2 separate regions of the Ovis aries genome follow, and region 1 is linked to region 2. Evidence: chromatin contacts called from public Hi-C data. All regions are on one chromosome and are shown on one strand. Each heading gives the region's core, a stretch centred on a gene start, on an enhancer-like site or on the middle of the called end of the contact. The rest is flanking DNA. Distances are from core to core; before and after follow the strand shown. Region 1 overlaps CD276 (CD276 molecule). Region 2 overlaps NPTN (neuroplastin).

Evidence for each region. Hi-C and Micro-C count contacts between places; a contact is called where the count stands out from the background.
Region 1: a contact with region 2 is called in a Hi-C map of hypothalamus, with 6 times the contacts expected there. The contact joins two enhancer-like sites. A contact is called at or near these places in 9 of 16 Hi-C or Micro-C datasets (blood, hypothalamus, liver and 5 more).

What each region holds. Positions count from the first base shown.
Region 1 is chr7:20,324,024-20,328,269 of ARS-UI_Ramb_v3.0, forward strand. It overlaps CD276 (CD276 molecule), which reads left to right. Exons shown (of 10, transcript XM_027971575.2): 2 at 3,272-3,398. Among named protein-coding and RNA genes, the nearest start is that of INSYN1, 53 kb to the right of the region's middle. Within about 2 kb of position 1,473, at least 7 of the 54 cell types and tissues checked have an H3K27ac peak or open chromatin away from gene starts, as enhancers often do. A contact at or near this core is called in hypothalamus, where this site is marked.
Region 2 is chr7:20,193,427-20,198,123 of ARS-UI_Ramb_v3.0, forward strand. NPTN (neuroplastin) reads right to left here. Exons shown (of 8, transcript XM_042252141.2): 6 at 1,077-1,098; 7 at 185-259. The coding sequence ends at 199. Among named protein-coding and RNA genes, the nearest start is that of NPTN, 63 kb to the right of the region's middle. Within about 2 kb of position 2,300, at least 6 of the 54 cell types and tissues checked have an H3K27ac peak or open chromatin away from gene starts, as enhancers often do. A contact at or near this core is called in hypothalamus, where this site is marked.

The sequences.
Region 1 (4,246 bases), core at 223-2,722, 130 kb after region 2:
TGTGGCTCCACCTCTTCTGGGGTTGGATGCACTTACTGTACCTCAGGCCTCGGGTGGCCCCGGCCCCTCCCTCCTGCTTCTCTCTGAAAGCCAAGGCAGCCTGTGCTCTTTCCTGCCAGGGCCCCTTGGAATTCCCACATTTGGCTGGGACGGGGCTAGATGAGGATGGAGGAAGTGGAGGAGGGAAGACCGGCTGGTGACTCAGCGGGAGGGGTGGCACATGCTGACTCCAGGGCCATCCTGCCTGGGGGTGAGAATTCCCCTTTGTAGAAAAGGTGGGCAGGGCAGTGTGAATGCAGCCGGAGGCCTGTGCGTCTCCATGACGCTCTGTGTGCTGGGCAGCCAGTCTGTCCCAGTGGTCACAGGTCATGCTTCTGTTGCCTAGCAATCCCTCTCTGAGATGTGTTCCCCTCTCCTGCCCTCAGCTCTAGGAGCCCAGCTTTCGGGGAGGGAGCCTCTCCCGTCCTCGGTTCTGGGCTCTCAATCTCCCTGTCCTCGGTTCTGGGCTCTCAAGGCTTCTCCCCAGGGAACGCCTGAGACAGGAACTTCCCTGAGTCCAGAGTCTAGGAAAGGAGTTGAAGGGAACAAATCTGGAAAGACTGAAGGCAGGAGAAGGGGAGGACAGAGGATGAGATGGTTGGATGGCATCACTGACTCGATGTGACAGGGAAGCCTGGTGTGCTGTAGTCCATGGAGTCACAAAGAGTCGGACATGACTGAGAGACCCCCCAGAATCCTCACCTTCCCTCAGGAGGAAAGGACAGCTCGGCCCTTGGGGAACCTGATTAGATCGGGAGACCGCCCCACATTCAGGGAGGTGGCAGCCAGTCCAAGCAACCCTGGCAAGTAAACCCAGCAGCAGCAGCAGGAATTAGCTTGATGAATGGAGGAAATAGTCATCAGAAAAGGCTTGAAAGCCAGGCAGAGTGGTGTGCGTTTATTCCGGTGGTAAATGGGGAACGCTGTGAGGGCCTTGTAGAAGAAAGATGTGAGCAGATTCCTGCATCAGGTCCTAAGAGGAGAGACGCAGAGTGTGGGGTGGGCAGGGGCAGAGTGGAGAGTCATGGGAGGATCCCAGGAGTGCTGGCTGCCAAGGTCAGGATGGGAGATGGTAGGCATGGGCAGCGGTGGGAAGAGTGAGGGAGATCCAGGAAGGACAGGCCTTGGTTCTGTCTTGGGGTAAAGGAGAGCTCCTTAATCCTTAGTCTCCGTGATTCCTTCAGCAGACGGGCAGGCATGGCCGGCCACTGCCTGCCAGCATTTCCCTTTGGTCTGTGGTGGCCCTTGTAGGCATGATGTGGTGCCTGCCAAGGGTGCCTTTATGAATGGACCTTGAAGGCTGCTGACTCAGCAGGCGGAAAGGCTTTGAGGCCGCCAGGTTTGGACCGGAACTGTCTCGGAAGGAAGTGGCTGCTCAGGGCTTCCCCACTGTGGACAGCTGGGAGGTGGTAGTGGGGGGAGCGCAGGATGCACCCGGCTTGGCTAAAGGACTCCCTCAGCTCAGCTGCTGGGTGTACGGGAAGGGGGAGAGGCGGGAGGGATGGGACTGAAACTGACGCTCATGACTCGACTATTGATGCCATTCGCTCCCTGGAAGGGCAGAGAGGTGCGGCAGGAGGTGGAGAATACAAACCTTTCTCAACTTTGTGCAAAATATGAAGTCCTCTCACTTATCTGGGCTTTAATTTTTTTTGTTTTTCCTCTTGCAAAATGGGACCAAGTCAGGCAGCCTGGCTCCCTGGGTGGTCTGAGGAATGTGAAACCTTTTCTATTTTTGTCAAATTGTATTGAATAGCATAAAGCAACCCTGTTGACACATGGCTTGGTCAGGATGTGACAGTCAGCAGCTGTGAGACCTGGGGAAAAGGCAGACAGCAATGGGGGTGGGGTGGGAGGAAGCCAGAGACTGGGAGTAGGGCTGGACCCGGGAGGTTGCAGAAATACCCCACTCAATCCTGATTCCAGTCTGCGGGCGGGGGCCAGTCTCAGGACAGGCCACTTCCGCTTCTCACTGGTCTTGGGCACTCAGTCTATGCATGTTAAACTAGCCCATGTCCTTTCCCTTGAGCCCCACACTCATTCACCGGGTCGCCTTCAGAAGTCTCGCCAAGAAGTTCCTGCACAAATACCTTTCACTGCATACAGCCTACACTAGACCCTTCCCTGCTCTCTGTCCCCACGAATGCTGCACCTGCGCCCTAGGCTCAGACCACGGCCACCCCGACTGCTCCCTCCCTCGCTGCCCTGTCCTCCATGCTGTTGCTTCCCCCCAGACCTGCTTTGTCTCTTCTGTCCAGCTCTTCCCATTTATCCTGCAGATGCTGTCAGTATAATCTTTATGACGCACAGCTCTGGCCATACCCATTCTTTTATTCCAGAACCTTCAGTGGCTCCCAGCTGCCTTCAGGATAAGCTTCTGACCTCTCGTCATGTTGTTCAGTCGCTAAGTTGTGTCCAACTCTTTGCGACCCTGTGGACTATAGCATGCCAGGCTTTCTTGTCTTTCGCTATCCTCTGGAGTTTGCTCAAACTCACGTCCATTGAGTCAGTGATGCCATCCAACCATCTCATCCTCTGTCGCCCCCTTCTCCTCCTGCCCTCAATCTTTCCCAGTGTCAGGGTCTTTTCCAATGAGTCAGCTGTTCACATCAGGCGGCCAAAGTATTGGAGTTTGAGCATCAGTCCTTCCAATGAATATTCAGGACTAACTTCCTTTGGGATTGACTGGTTTGATCTCCTTGCAGTCCATGTGACTCTCGTCTTCTCCAGCACCATAATTCAAAAGCATCAATTCTTCGGTGCTCAGCCTTCTTTATAGTCCAACTCTCACATCTGTACATGACTACTAGAAAAACCATAGCTTTGACTATGCTTTGTCAGCAAAATAATGTCTTGGCTAATCTCTAAGCCTTGTTCTCCTCTACCAGCTGAGCCAAACTGATCTGTGTACCTATTTGAGTTGCCCTGAGCGGGCCAGGCTTGACTATTCTTGGCCTTGCCCCTCCTATCTTTTGTTTGCACATCAATATCTTAGAAGGGGTGGATCTTATCTGCCTGCTGCCCTGCCTCCCCTGATCCAGCCTCCCCAGTGACTCAATTTCCTCCTGCCAGCATCTCTCAAAATATCCCTCAGCTGGGAGCCTTGTAGGGTGTGGGAAGGAGGACCTCCCAGTGGGCTGTTGCAGCCTCCACCAGGCTGGTCCAGGGGAGATGAGGTGAGAGAGAGGGGTTGGTAAGGACCTTTTGAGACAGAAGCTTCACTTCCTCACAGGCAGAGGCAGCCTTCCATCACGGAGAGCCCAGCGGCCAGCTGCCTCGCGAGAAGATGCTGTGTGGACCGGGCAGCACGGGTGTGAGTGTGGCCCCCGCCCTGGGAGTGCTGTGGTTCTGCCTCACAGGTGAGGGGAGCAGTTTGGGGCCTTGAGGGGCCTTGGGGCCTTGAGGTACATTGGGGCCTTGAGGTGCACTGGGGCCTTGAGGTGCCTTGGGGCCTTGAGGTGCCTTGGGGCCTTGAGGGGCCTTTGGGGCCTTGAGGGGCCTTGGGGCCTCTCTGTCTGGCAGGGCTGGGAAGGTTTTGGCTGACTGCCTCCAAATCTCCTCTGTGCCCTGTCCACCTCATTCCTACCTTGGGATCCACCTTACTTGACATTTCTTAGCCTCTGTTTTCTCTTCTGTAAAATGGTAACGTGAGCTCTAAATGCGATAAGGCTGTTTCCCAACCACACGTGTGCTCCCTCCCGAGGGCCTTTGCACACACTGCATCTGCCTAAAACTTTCTGCCCGCACACATCTGCATGACTCGATCCCATATTTCATTCAAGCCGTTACTCAAATGTCACCTCGCCCAGGCTACTGGGTATAGAATAACACCTCTTCCCTCCCTTTTGCTGGCCTTACTTTATGCTTCTTCCCAACACTAATCTCCACCTGACATATTATATGTTTACTTGCTTATTGCCTGCTCTGCTCAAGGAGCAGAATGTATCCCCAGGGCTAGGATTAATGCCAGCCACATAGCAGGTGCTCAATAACCATCCTGAATAAAGGATATAAGTCTTCCCACACAGTTCTTGGCACAGAGTTGGCTTTCAATAATGGCACCTACTTTAATGACAACACCATCATATTTCAAATCTTAATCTGCTCAGAGGGAGACGTCCTCCTCCAAGGGGGAAGACAAAGCCGAATGTCTGGTGCCATCTGGTGGTCAAAAGAAGGAAGCACCACTTTACCCGGTGGTACATTG
Region 2 (4,697 bases), core at 1,050-3,549:
AAAATGTTCCTTTCCAGTTGTTTCACTGGACAGACAACTTGTTCCATCAGTATTGGAAGCTCTGAAATCAACTGAAAGATCTTGCAACATAACATCAGCTATTGAAGACTTTGTGGTAAAGTCAAAAGAGGCACATTCATTTGAATATAACTTAAAACTTCTAAAGTTAGAAGTCCATACTTACATTATAAGTAGTATTTAATTTGTGTTTCTCTGGCGCAAGTTTTTATCTTTGTGATTGTTGGTAGAGTTGGTTTTCCTTTGGAGGAAAAATTGCATTACAAGAGTTAAACTCAAGGTCAGTAGCAACTTTTCAAAGTATAACACATGGAAATACAGGGACTCTTTCACTTACTGCCATCCCTGGTATAGTAAGAAATTTTACTGCACGATATTAATACACAATTAATACACCCTGTGTAAAGTACCTACAACCTTAATCAATCCTTTTGACTCCCAAGGCAGATAATACCCAGGTAACGTGGGCTTTGATTTATAAACTATAATTACGACAAAAGTGAGTGATTAGTTTTTTCTCTACTTACCACCACTGTCTCGTCTCTTCTTAATTATATACAGGCAGCGCTGTGCTCTCTGGCACTTAACTAATTTGGGCACACTTCTGCCTCTGACTTCTTAGTCCCCAGCTCTAAGAAAGACTGCAAATCTTGGACTGATTCAAAATTTGTAGTTCTGTCTCTCTTGAATACCCACAATTTAATGGAGCCAGGCAGTTTATCCATGCTATAGTCTAGCTTGAACAAAACCTAAAGCCTCATATATAATCGTCATTTCCCCCACAGTATCAATTTAAACATATGGGGTGTGCAAAATTTTAAACATTTTTTTTGCATGGTATTCCACTTTAGATTGCTACTAAGAACAAAACTGTACAGCCTGTCCTGGGAGTCAAAGGGCTATCAGTCAGCTCCATGTCCAGCTAAGAAGTCTACACGGCAACACTGCTTTCCATTCACTGTCTTCCCCTACAATCTTAGCTATGCCCTTTAATTAAACTGTAAATATAAAATAACCCAACCAGTAACTACTGAACCAAAGTCCAATAAAGTACTTACATTGGCCCAGCTGGTTCATCATCTACACAGGTATCCAGGTTTTAATAATCCATTGAGAGAGAGGAGAAGAAGGGAGAAAACTGTGAGACTCTACATCAGGGTTAATAGAACAGCAAACGGCAAGTGGCAAACATGGCTATTCATAGCATTTATTCAAGGCCATTCCATCTGGAGGTGCAAAACACTCATGGAGTTATTATTTCTAGATTCAGGTTTTTAATGGCAGGTATGTTGTTTCAATGGTTTTAGTTAACACTTTGAATGCTTGTCATGAAAAACTGCAACTGTAGCGGACAGATAGGCTGCAATATTATTATACTCATCTTGTCCCCAAGTTCCAGTGGTTCACTCTTATATAGATGAGAAGACAAACCAACATTTCAGTTGTAAAATCCTGCTGTTTGTTTTCTTGTGGTGAATGCATGCATAGTTTTGACTCAATCCTGCAAAGTAAGATGGATATGGATGTGTATGTGCCATACGTTTAGCCACACATCCTCTCTTCCCCACAGGACACTGTTCTTGCTGTTCTGTAATCTTTACGAGTGTCTGGAGTCTGGAGAATAAGATAGAGGAAGCCACAACAGTTCAATCTAATAGTGGGTCAGTCAGGCTGGGCTGTGCCAGCAGCAAGCATATGCAGACCAGAAGATGCTCTGTAACCAACCAGAGAAAGCTGAGTAGTGCTGACATCCCTCTAGAGAAGACTTCAGACAGAAAAACAGGCTCATTCTTGCGCCCTGGCCAAAACCAGAACCTGAACCCAGATGAGCCATGAGTTATCTTTTTTTTTTTTTTTTAATCAAAACACTTATATTATCTGGAGTTTAGGTGCCTTCTTAAATTGGTATTTTCTGATTCTGATTTACCAAGTTTTTCTTCCCTGTTTCAACTAAGGGCAACTTGGTTCCCTTTAATCAGGGTTATATGTGTGTGTGTATATGTGTGTGTGTGTGTGTGTGTGTGTGTGTGTGTGTATGTACACAGACACACAAGATTTTTTTAAAGGCCCATAAAGGTGGGGGAACAAGTTAAGTGCTCTTAGTTTCTTTTTATTTTACAAAAGTCAGGTAGACTAAATGATTCAGAACTGAAGGCTTCTAGAAAAACTCTCAGCAGGATTCCACAAGGGGGCTTGGTGCACATGAAGCAGTTATGGAGATTACAGTCTCAGTGTAGGCATCTGCAGGAGCACACGTCAGGAGTAATGTCTGTCAGAGGGAGACATTGCTCCACCTGTTCCTTCGAGGCAACGGAGAGGCAAAGCCACCGCCAGCACACACAGTGACTGGAGCAAAAAAGATTTCAAAAAAAAAAAAAAAAACAAACAAAAAATAACAAAAACAGAAACAAAACTAACCACAAACCAATGACTTATCAGCCAAAACAATAGGCTAGTGACACACCAGTGTCCACAGGATTCTACTACTAAAACAGCACACTATTGAACAGTACAGAGAACGCACTAAGACTTAGACACCCAAGACAGCTGTGCGCTGTTATACGGTGGAATTGTACAGAGATGCATCGGGCACTGAGACACACGAGCCTGGCCTGGATCCTCCCTCAGCACAATCAACCAACGCTCTCAGCGCCCCGGCCACACCAGCTCAGCTACATGCTAGGAACTAAGCACTGCAGGACTGACGGGAGCAGACGTAGAGTATTTTCAGTGCTCTGGCTGTGTACCCGAAAACACAAAATTCTAAAGCAAGATAGCTGATTCAAGAATATCACCAATCTACTCCCAATTTTAAGAGAAAAAAAAAGCAGGGGAGAGGGAATCGCGATCCCGCCAAGCTCATCTTTTCAAAGCGTGACAATGTCAGCACCAACCCAAGCACTTCACACCATGAGCTTTTCTTTCTTCAGTAATGTGGATGTATGTACACCCTTGTGCCTGACTAATAACGTCATTTCCCAGCCCAACAAGCCGATTAATGTGCAAAAGGGCTGCATGAAAGGGTTTTACCAAGAGTGGCTCTGGTGTAGCTGCCACCATGCCTGCAAATGGGAGCAGCTGCTGTTCCCAACAGTGTCTACATCTCACAGCCCCTTCGTCTCTCTCCCCAAACTCACTTTCACATTTACAAGGAACGAAGAGCCTCAAGTCTCCCATTTCCCTAAACTGAACCACTATCTGCAGTACCACTCTCTCTTTACAGGTCAAACAAAATAACAAGTTGACCTCTAACAGGGAAATCGGCAGAGAGGGAAAGAACAGAACTACAGAAAAAAGGTACGAAAATTAAAGTAAATGAGGATTAAACAGCAAACTGAAATCCAAATTAGTTGTGAAAGTGAATGAAGTAAACTTGAAGAAAAGTGTTAACATTATGAACTGTGCATCGTATAGACTGAAGCGGAGATTAAACAAACTCCAAAAGCATGCATATCACTCACTTACCACCATGTTTTAAGGGTTTGATGCAATTGAGGGGGGAAAAAAAAGAAGTCATAGTAACCGACAAGTATCAACATACCCCCAAACCCTCAGGCCAAAAGACAGCCACTTAAACAATGACTACTCTCTCCAGCTGGGTATTACTCACAGCCACTGACTAAATGAGGAAGAGGGCTGGGGGATAATGGAAACAAGATGCTTCTGGAATCCATCTTATGAGTGAAGTTCCTGGTGGGGCTGTTTCACGCACTGATTCAGCTAAATGTTGTCTACCCGATCGAATGCACTAGAACCCTCACTCCCCTTCGCCTACATTGCCCCAGAATCTGGAAGGGTGCTCTGCGATGCCTAGTAAATAGCAGCTTACTTGATATACCACCATCTCAAAAAAGATGGCTTTAATGTCAAAATGAGTTGATTGGTCAAAGCTCCTTTTTCACTGCCTCATCTCACTGAGGATGAGGTTTTTATGGTTTCTAAAACCACTTAAATTTTGCAAGATCTCAGAAGAGTAGCACAAAACCCAAGAAAGATTAACAATTACTTCCAATTTGCTTCCTTGTTCAGTCCTATTATATTTTCTTCATAAGGTAACTTGTTACTGGCTCAGATGACCCCTGCTTAAGAGACAACACGTGTTTCATGCATCATTTTTACAATTCCTATTTCTTTCCCAACATTCCTGGCCTTTGTAAAGCTTCATATGCTACCAATGTTTTGACCATCTAATTGATTTTGGCACATTAGACTAGCTCTTAATTCTGAAGTGTCAAAGAGAGTTTGGATACATCACAGCCACTAAAAATGGTTCCCACAAAACTGCAAGTATCTTTCGTACCAGTAACTTAAAGGAAAAGTGCCTATACTTGCTTATAAAGGTTATCTCCCTAATGGTGAATGTAGAAGACTCTTTTTGATGCCAACACTTTTATTAAATCAGCTTCTGTTTTCATTCAAGGTCAGTAAAATGTGCAGTAGAACTGAAGGCCCCAACAGCTGAGCAGGCTCACTCCCCATCTCCTCAGGGTACTGGGGAGAGAGCTGAAAGCATACTCTATTCACCCTCTGGGTTCAGTCAGCAGGGAATCAACACAGACGGTGTGCTCCAAACATGTGTCCAGCAGTAAGATGGATAGAAGACTAGAGGGATGCTAGCTGTATTTAGTCTTTTTAGAGAAATATCATTTAACACTTTCAAAGAATGTAGTCAGGAGGTG